Regions from separate parts of the Mus musculus genome. Here region 1 is linked to region 2. A link is a contact called in public promoter capture Hi-C data. All regions are on one chromosome and are shown on one strand. The core of a region is the stretch at or near the end of the contact, and the rest is flanking DNA. Distances in the headings are between cores, read along the strand shown. Region 1 holds the start of Col6a3 (collagen, type VI, alpha 3). Region 2 holds the start of Iqca (IQ motif containing with AAA domain).

What was found. Promoter capture Hi-C pulls out the DNA fragments that hold promoters and counts their contacts.
Region 1: a contact with region 2 is called in a promoter capture Hi-C map of hippocampal neurons, with 2.7 times the contacts expected there. The contact joins the promoter of Col6a3 here to the promoter of Iqca in region 2. A contact is called at or near these places in 1 of 39 promoter capture datasets (hippocampal neurons) and 1 of 115 datasets of contacts at active chromatin or transcription factors (pancreatic cancer cells).

The regions. Positions count from the first base shown.
Region 1 is chr1:90,841,685-90,845,517 of GRCm38.p6, reverse strand. It overlaps Col6a3 (collagen, type VI, alpha 3), which reads left to right and starts at 1,547. Exons shown (of 44, transcript NM_001243008.1): 1 at 1,547-1,772.
Region 2 is chr1:90,151,633-90,155,155 of GRCm38.p6, reverse strand. It overlaps Iqca (IQ motif containing with AAA domain), which reads left to right and starts at 1,720. Exons shown (of 19, transcript NM_001368722.1): 1 at 1,720-1,991. The coding sequence starts at 1,981. 4930434B07Rik (a long non-coding RNA gene) reads right to left here and starts at 1,664. Exons shown (of 4, transcript XR_878374.2): 1 at 1,418-1,664; 2 at 899-1,083; 3 at 523-761.

The sequences.
Region 1 (3,833 bases), core at 298-2,797, 690 kb before region 2:
CTGTAGGAGTCTGAGCCAGAAAACCGCCCCCACCCCAGTGTGCGCCCAGAAGGAGACCTCACAATCAGGATCATTATGTATAGAACTCTTGCCCTCTTGCCTTTCGCGCTGGCAAACAGAACTCTGGTTAGCGGCAAGCCAAGGAGACGACGCTAATTGCTGGGTTTGATATTTGAAAAGAGAGATTATTAAGCGAGGTCTCAGTTCAGAAACTTCAAGAAGAAATGGGAGGGTGTGGTGAGGGTGGAGGGGGGGAGATTGCATTTCCTGTTTTTCTTTCTGATGGTGGTTGAAAACCATGGATACCCACGGAGAAATTCCAAAACTCATTCTTTTTCCTGCAGAGGCCTGGCCTAAAAGGTGATGGGTAGAAGTGGCAAATTCATTAATTTTTTTGTAGCTATTGAAGTGCATTTAAACTATTTAATTTTTTTTACTTTATGTGTATGAGTGCTTTGTCTGCATTTATGTCTGTATACCGTATGTGCCTTGTGGGCTTGGAGGTCTGATGGGGGTGTCAGATCCCCTGGACCTAGATGGTTGTGAGCTCCCATGTGGGTACTGGGAACTGAACCTAGGTCCTCTGCAAGAGCAGCCACTGAGCCATCTCTTCAGCCCCTCCATCTTTCTCCTCTCCTCTCCTCTCCTCTCCTCTCCTCTCCTCTCCTCTCCTCTCCTCTCCTCGCTTCTCCTCTCCTCTTCTCTGTTCTTCTTTCCCTTCCTCTCTCCTTCTCTCCCTCCTTCCCTTCCTTCTTTCTTGTTGAGATAGGTTCTCTCTGTCTTTATTTGGTACTTACTGATTCAGCTAAATTCACTGACAGTAAGACCCAGGGATCTGCCTTTCTCTGCCTTCCCAGTGATGGTTTGACACCACATTGGCTTTTTCTTTTTTTAAATTTCTAATGTGTATTTTGGGGACAGACCTCAGGTCCTCTTGCTCAGGCATTAAACATTTTATGGCCTCTGGCAGTCAGTCTGTGGGTTGTGACCCTGATGGGGGTCGAATATCCAATTCATAACATTATGATTCGTGACAGTAGCAAAATTGCAGGTATGAAGTGGCAATGAAGTAATTTTATGGTTGGGGGTCAGCACAGCATGCATTAAAGAGTCGCAGCCCTAGAAAGGTCAAGAACCATGGGGCTAAAGCTGTTTCCCCGACTCTTTCGGGTCTCATCTTTACCACACTTTAGTCTTACCTCAGTAACCAATGACTGAAAAATCTAATTCCTTCTAGCTCATGGTCCATTTCCTCCCCCCACCCCCCTTCTTAGAGCTGGAGTTTGCAGGAGTCCAGCTAAATGCTTGTAAGGCAAAGACGGCCTTCATAGGTGACATCAGCTTGCAGAGCAGGCCAGAAGCAACAGAGCCCCAGGTCTGGTTTTCATTTACAGTTTGGGTCTGTCCTATGGCAGGGAGGGGAGAAGAGGGGTTTGGAGGAAGGAAGGAGAAGGAGGAGGAGAAGAAGGCAGGGGAGGAGGGAGAGAGAGGCGGGAGCGAGAGGAGGAGCAGGAGGAAGCCCTGACTGTACCCCTGGACCCTGTCCAGTTTGGAGTTCAGCCTTTCCCCAAAGGCTGCTCAGTTCTCTAGGCTCCAGCTTCCAGCGAGGATTGCAAGAGGAGACTGTGTCTTCTGATCCTGGATCCTCTGTTCCTTGGTGGAGAAGGGTTGCAGGAAGAAAAGGAGACTTAGCAAGAGAGAACACTATGCATCCTGGTGAAGCGTGATTGAGTTTAGAAGCCCAGGGACACGCGTCTTCAGGTCCGCTCAGGGTAAGTGTGAGTTTTTGCTTATTCGTTTCCTCTGTGGCATGAGGGAAACACTTCAATCAGAAGTGAGTTAGTGGCTCTTACGATCACCCCGTCACTCAGTTTTCTGGACATACTTTAGGAGTCTGCTGCTCTTTCTTTCCTTTGTGGCACAAGGGTTTCTTTAACCTGCTGAAGGTCACGGATTGTCCGATTGTGTCTAGGTTTGCTGCTGCGGGGAGTGTCCTGTGTGTCCCTGCCTGCATGCTATGCACTTCTGACTGGTGCTCTCCTCCAGCTGGCTTGTTAAAAGTCGCTTCTCCTTCCCCAGACCAGCTGCTTTGTTTGCAGAGGCATCTGATGGGAGCATAGGGCAACCTGCAGAGTGGACCCCAGAGAGAGCTCATCTCTTTGGGTTCTCCAAGGGTCATGGGTAGGGGTATACTCTTAAGTGCAGAGAGGCTGGTCAGGCAAACTGCTGTCTTCCGAGTTTGGAGAGATACTGGTGCCAGTTGCAGGGCTGGGCCGGAGCTGCTTAGCCATGGCCATCAAGGCTGCTGCTTCATCATTTTAGGTATCTGAAGTCACTGTTGTAGGATTTGTCCTTTGAGGATGCTTAAGGGAACTGCAGGCCTAAAGCATGCGCAATGTGATACTAGAGCAACTTCCCCAGTGGATAAGGCAAAGCTCGGGACTGGGCTGCCGTGGGTTGTCCAGATGAGAGGCCTGTGCCAAGTTGGGAGGCCCAAGGGCTATTCCCTGGCCATGAGGATGCTGGGTGGGGTTCAGGCCCTCTCTCACTGAGGATGGAAGAGAGTTCCTGGATGGTTGCCAGCCCATTTGGGGATCTATTTCAAGCTACCATGGGATCAATGCAAGGGTGGGGCCAATGGGAAGGGTTCATTGGAGTACTGGAGAAAGGCTAAGAAAAATGAATTTCACAAAAGCCCAGGCAAACTTAGGGACTGGTGTGGACTTCAAGAACAAGTTGTATGAGCACCAGTGGGCACACTACACCCTAGAGAAGTCATTTCTCTCCCTACCCCGAGCTGACTCCAGATGAAAACCCCAGAGTCTCAGAGCTTCAAGGGGATTCATGGGACCTGAGGACAGTTCCCAGCTTCCCAGAGCAAGCTGAAATGTGGAAAAGACTTTAAAATAAAAATCATATTGCTTTTAACAAAAACAATATGGGACCAACTGATTGCTGTAGCTTCCACTACTGGGACTTTTTGACTTCTTTCCTGGGTGATTCTGGGCTAGAAGATTCCAGTGCTGTCATCCTTGGCTTATGGGTGAAGAGAGAGAAGCTCTGAGATGCTGGACTACTGGCCGGGCCCACCTGAGTGTCTGACTTTCAGTAGCATCCTTTCCCATTGATGGAGCCATGGAGTTGATGAGCCAGCAGTAGGGGACCCTTTAGATCTCCATGTGGGATGGGCTGACAGACTGATCCCCTCTGAGGAGACTGTTCATCTGTTACAATCTGTTCAAAGCCATAGGACACTTGACTCAGTTTTCACAAAGGTACACAACTCATGGGGAATGAAGGGAGGCCCACGCGGGATTCCACTCAGGAGGCCAGCTTGATGGCACAGAGGGCTTACAGTAATAGCCTGAATTTTGTGCTGTGGGTTTCTGCTGAGGCTGAAGGAATGGGGTGTAGAACTTCTTTGAGAGAGATTTATGATTGGGGACAGTGGTCCAATGTCTGGGCATCTTTCATCAAGCAAAACTTTACATTGTCACAAAGGGAATATTCTCTCTCTCTCTCTCTCTCTCTCTCTCTCTCTCTCTCTCTCTCTCAGCAGAGGAAAGGCATTCAGCTGACACTGGGTGGGGAAGATGGTCAGGATGGGTGACAGAGAATGGTTCTCCTGGATTTTTTCAGTCTGGGAACTAGAGGGTGTGGCCCCAGTGCCTTCCTTGAGGGTGACTGAGGTATCCTTTGGCCTAAGAGCGTATCTTACCTTGGAGGTGTGTACCACACCCCGTTCTGGTGGAGACCGTCAAGCTTGGGAACCTAATGATGTATCTGAGACAAGATAAGCATGGTTCAGATCGAGAACTGTCTGTGTCTCTGCA
Region 2 (3,523 bases), core at 471-2,970:
TCAAACTCGGAGCTGCGTGCACTATTTGCTATCTGAGCACCGTGGTCAAGCACTTTGTTTTGATGAGCTTGTGTGTGTGTGTGACTTGCATTGACTTCATACAGCAGCTGGCACTGCCCTCTCCCAGCTGAGCGCTGACTGAGTTATTCCTTCTACCTCCGCCTGGGAATGCAAGTAGATCAAGGTAATTTATGAAAGCTCTTATGGTCAAGCTGTGGGGTCCTGAGTTCTCTCTTGACATTTAACACGCTAGTTAAGGTCCTGATGGTTTTCCTATTTGAGCACTAAGTGGCTCCCACTCTCCCCTCGAGAGCTTTGCACTTTGTATTTGGCACTGAAAGCACTTGTTGCTGACAGCCAGCATGGCTCCTGGTGTTGTCTTGCCATCTCTTGGTTCTCCCAGAACATAGCAAGAAAACTCTCTCTCCCTCCCTCCCTCCCTCCCTCCCTCCCTCCCTCCCTCCCTCCCTCCCTCCCTCCCTCCTTCTCTCTCCCTCCTTCTCTCTATTTCCCCCATCCCACCTTAGATGTCTCTTTGTATTTCCATGAATTGTGGGCGGGCACATAGATAAAGGCCAGAATCAACATCAGGTTTCTTCCTGGACTGCTCTTCACCTCATTTATTTTTTCAGATGGAGTCTCTTCCTGAGCCTGGAGCTCACAGAACAGACTAGATCGGCTAGCAGTGCACACCAGGGATCGTCTTGTCTGCACAGGCTTCAAAGATGTGTGCCACAGAACCTGGCTTTTCCCCATGGGTGCTAGGGATCAAAAGTCAGGCCCGCATATTTCTCCCCCAAGGAATTAACCAATCTCCAGAGCCCTAGAAGCTCCTCCTCCCCCGCCCCCCAGGAACACCAGCTAACCCTTTTGAGCAGCCCATGAGTCTCCATCTTACCCAGCCACAGTCACTATGGCTGATTCCGGCTCCTCGAAGTCAGGACATGCTGAGTTGTGCCTGGCCTTTCTCAGCTTTTCCCAATTCCTTTCTCTGTTGAACCCTTTCATCAAAAAAACATCCCTGGGACCCTTGGTGTGTTGTCTGGCTGGCTGCTTTCTCCACAAAGACTTGGGGAACTGGGCCTAGCATAAATCAGGACTCCATTGCAGCCTCTAGATGGAGGTTCATACTGCTACAGGGTTGGGGAGAGGTTCGTACCTCCTTTGTTCCCTCCCTCGATAATGGTCTGTGGTTTGGGTCTGTTGCTTCCTGCGTTGGCTCTCCTCTTTCCCCTCTCCCTCTTCTCCACTTTCCCCCCACATTTTCCTCCCTCCCCGAATCCTGTCTCTCTATTGTGCGATTCAGGGCATGCCCCTAAAGGAACTGCAGATTCTTTGTAAAGTTTGCCACTAAATTTTAACGTTAACTAAGAATGAAAACTAAGAAAAGCCTTTTTGCGGGTCGCTGACGGCTCACATAAACAGGGCACTTCTCTTTTATGGAGTGCCGGCCTCTGCGCTTGCCAAAGTGCGCAACTTCTGCACCCACTCTGAAGATGGGAAGATGTCAGAGACTCCAGACAGAGACAAAGCAGGACCTGGAGAGCCGGACGTAGCTCCTCCCACCCGGTCAGCTGCAGAACTTGCCTCGCCCCTAGCTCCTCGCGCCCTGCCTTGCAGTTGCCACGGAAACGGAAACATAAGCAGGCACTGCTCAGATGTAGAGTTCCTGTTGCTAGGGGCCACCTGAAGACGCTCTAGTGGGAGAAGTGGGGTTCCAGAGCCCGAGGCAGCAACCGGAGCGAGGGAATCCCAGTCAGAGCCTGCTCTCCAGGAGGGTGGCCACAGGTCACCAACCCTGCCAAGCCTCTCCCTGCCCTAAGAGACAGGCTGTCCTCAGTCCCTGTTCCTCCCTCCAGAGGAATCCCCAACCTCTGAAAACCTCTAGGGGGAGTTCCCCCAACTTCGGCAGTAGGCCAGCCTTTAGAGGCCAAGGAAAAGCTTTCCTGTGGGTGAAGGAAAGACAGAAAGAGGCCAACCATGTCGAACCTGTAAGTGGTGGGTTACTATTGCCTTAGTGGGGGGGTCGCCTGGGCAGGGTGGCTTCTGCCTTTCCCCCTCCCTCCTCCCTCCTCCTTTTTATCTTTTATCAAGTTCAATGTGCCTCAGAAATGACTCTCCCTGTCTCAGCAAGGAACACTAGACTGTTTCCCTCCTTCCCCAGGGGAGGACCTCCAGGCCTTCATCACATGTCATGGGTGACCGAGGTGGCTTTTCTATTAGTCATGAAGGGGTTGCTTGTGGAAACACCAGTCCCTAGATCGAGCTCCAGAAAGATCTGGGGGAAGCAGCAATACCCTATTTCCCAGCCCAACCCCGAGGCTGTTGCCCTGTGTGTGTCTGTCCCCACCCTGTGTACCTGGCTCTGCACTTACTTCACATTGGGAGCACACGGTATGGCTTGACTGGAGTAAGTTTCAGGGCCCAGCCATGGCCACAGCCATCCTGTAAAGCTGTAGCTCTGCGTGCTGTTTCCATCTTGTTGAAGAGACATCCTCATGGGGCAGTGGCTCACAGCGTCAATGTGTAACAGCTGTATACCACAGCTCCAGCTCCAGCTCCAGCCTACCCCCAGCCTCCCAATACTGACTTTCAGGAAACCTAAGCCTGGAAGTGAGGAGTGGGGTGTGGGGAGACCAGGAAAGCAGACTGCATGCATGCAGCCTGTGGAACTCGAAGGAAGGCTGTTGAATATCAGCTCTTAGCTTCATAGAGATGAAGTAGGAACTTGACAGTGTGGACCCAGGATGGTCCATAGGAGACACAGAATAAGTGTAGGTAAGAGGGCGAGCCCGGATCAGCGGGAAGAAGAGCTAGCACGGCAAAGGATCCAAAACCCCTTCCTCCATGGGAAAATGGTGGAGAGAGAGAGAGAGAGAAAGAGAGAGAGAGAGAGAGAGAGAGAGAGAGAGAGAGCAGGCTCTACCCAGTGATCCTGGCATGAGTCTATGAAGAGGCAAGACTGGAAGCCACATTAGCAGCCTAAGGTCTCTGCTCGTAACTGACCGTGGAGTGATGGGCCAGAAAGATCATTCTGGACATGGGAGAGGGGAGCCGGTGCAGTGAAGGCCTGAGAGTTTCCCACAGCAGAAAGGGATGAGGCGGTCGCTGTGACGGAGGACAGGGGAGGCAGGGAGTTTTGAATGGAAAAACTCAGCTTACAGAGCTGGAGAAATGGCTCAGCTGTTAAGAGCATTGTCTGTTCTTCCAGAGGTCCTGAGTTCAATTCCCAGCCACTGCTTGGTGGCTCACAACCCTCTGTAATGGGACCCGATGCCCTCTTCTGGTGTGTCTGAAGACAGCTACAGTTTACCAGTGTACTCACACATACAAAATAAATAAATCTAAAAAACAAAACAAAACAAAACAAAAAACAAACAAAGAAACAAAAATACCCAGTGGTGAGGGAGGAGGAGGAGGCCAGGAGGAAACGCGTGCCACCCTTGATAATGGGAGCCATTGGGAGCACTTGGGCCAGCAGACAGTGTTGGGTATCAGTTTTATTTAACAAAACTGAGTATAG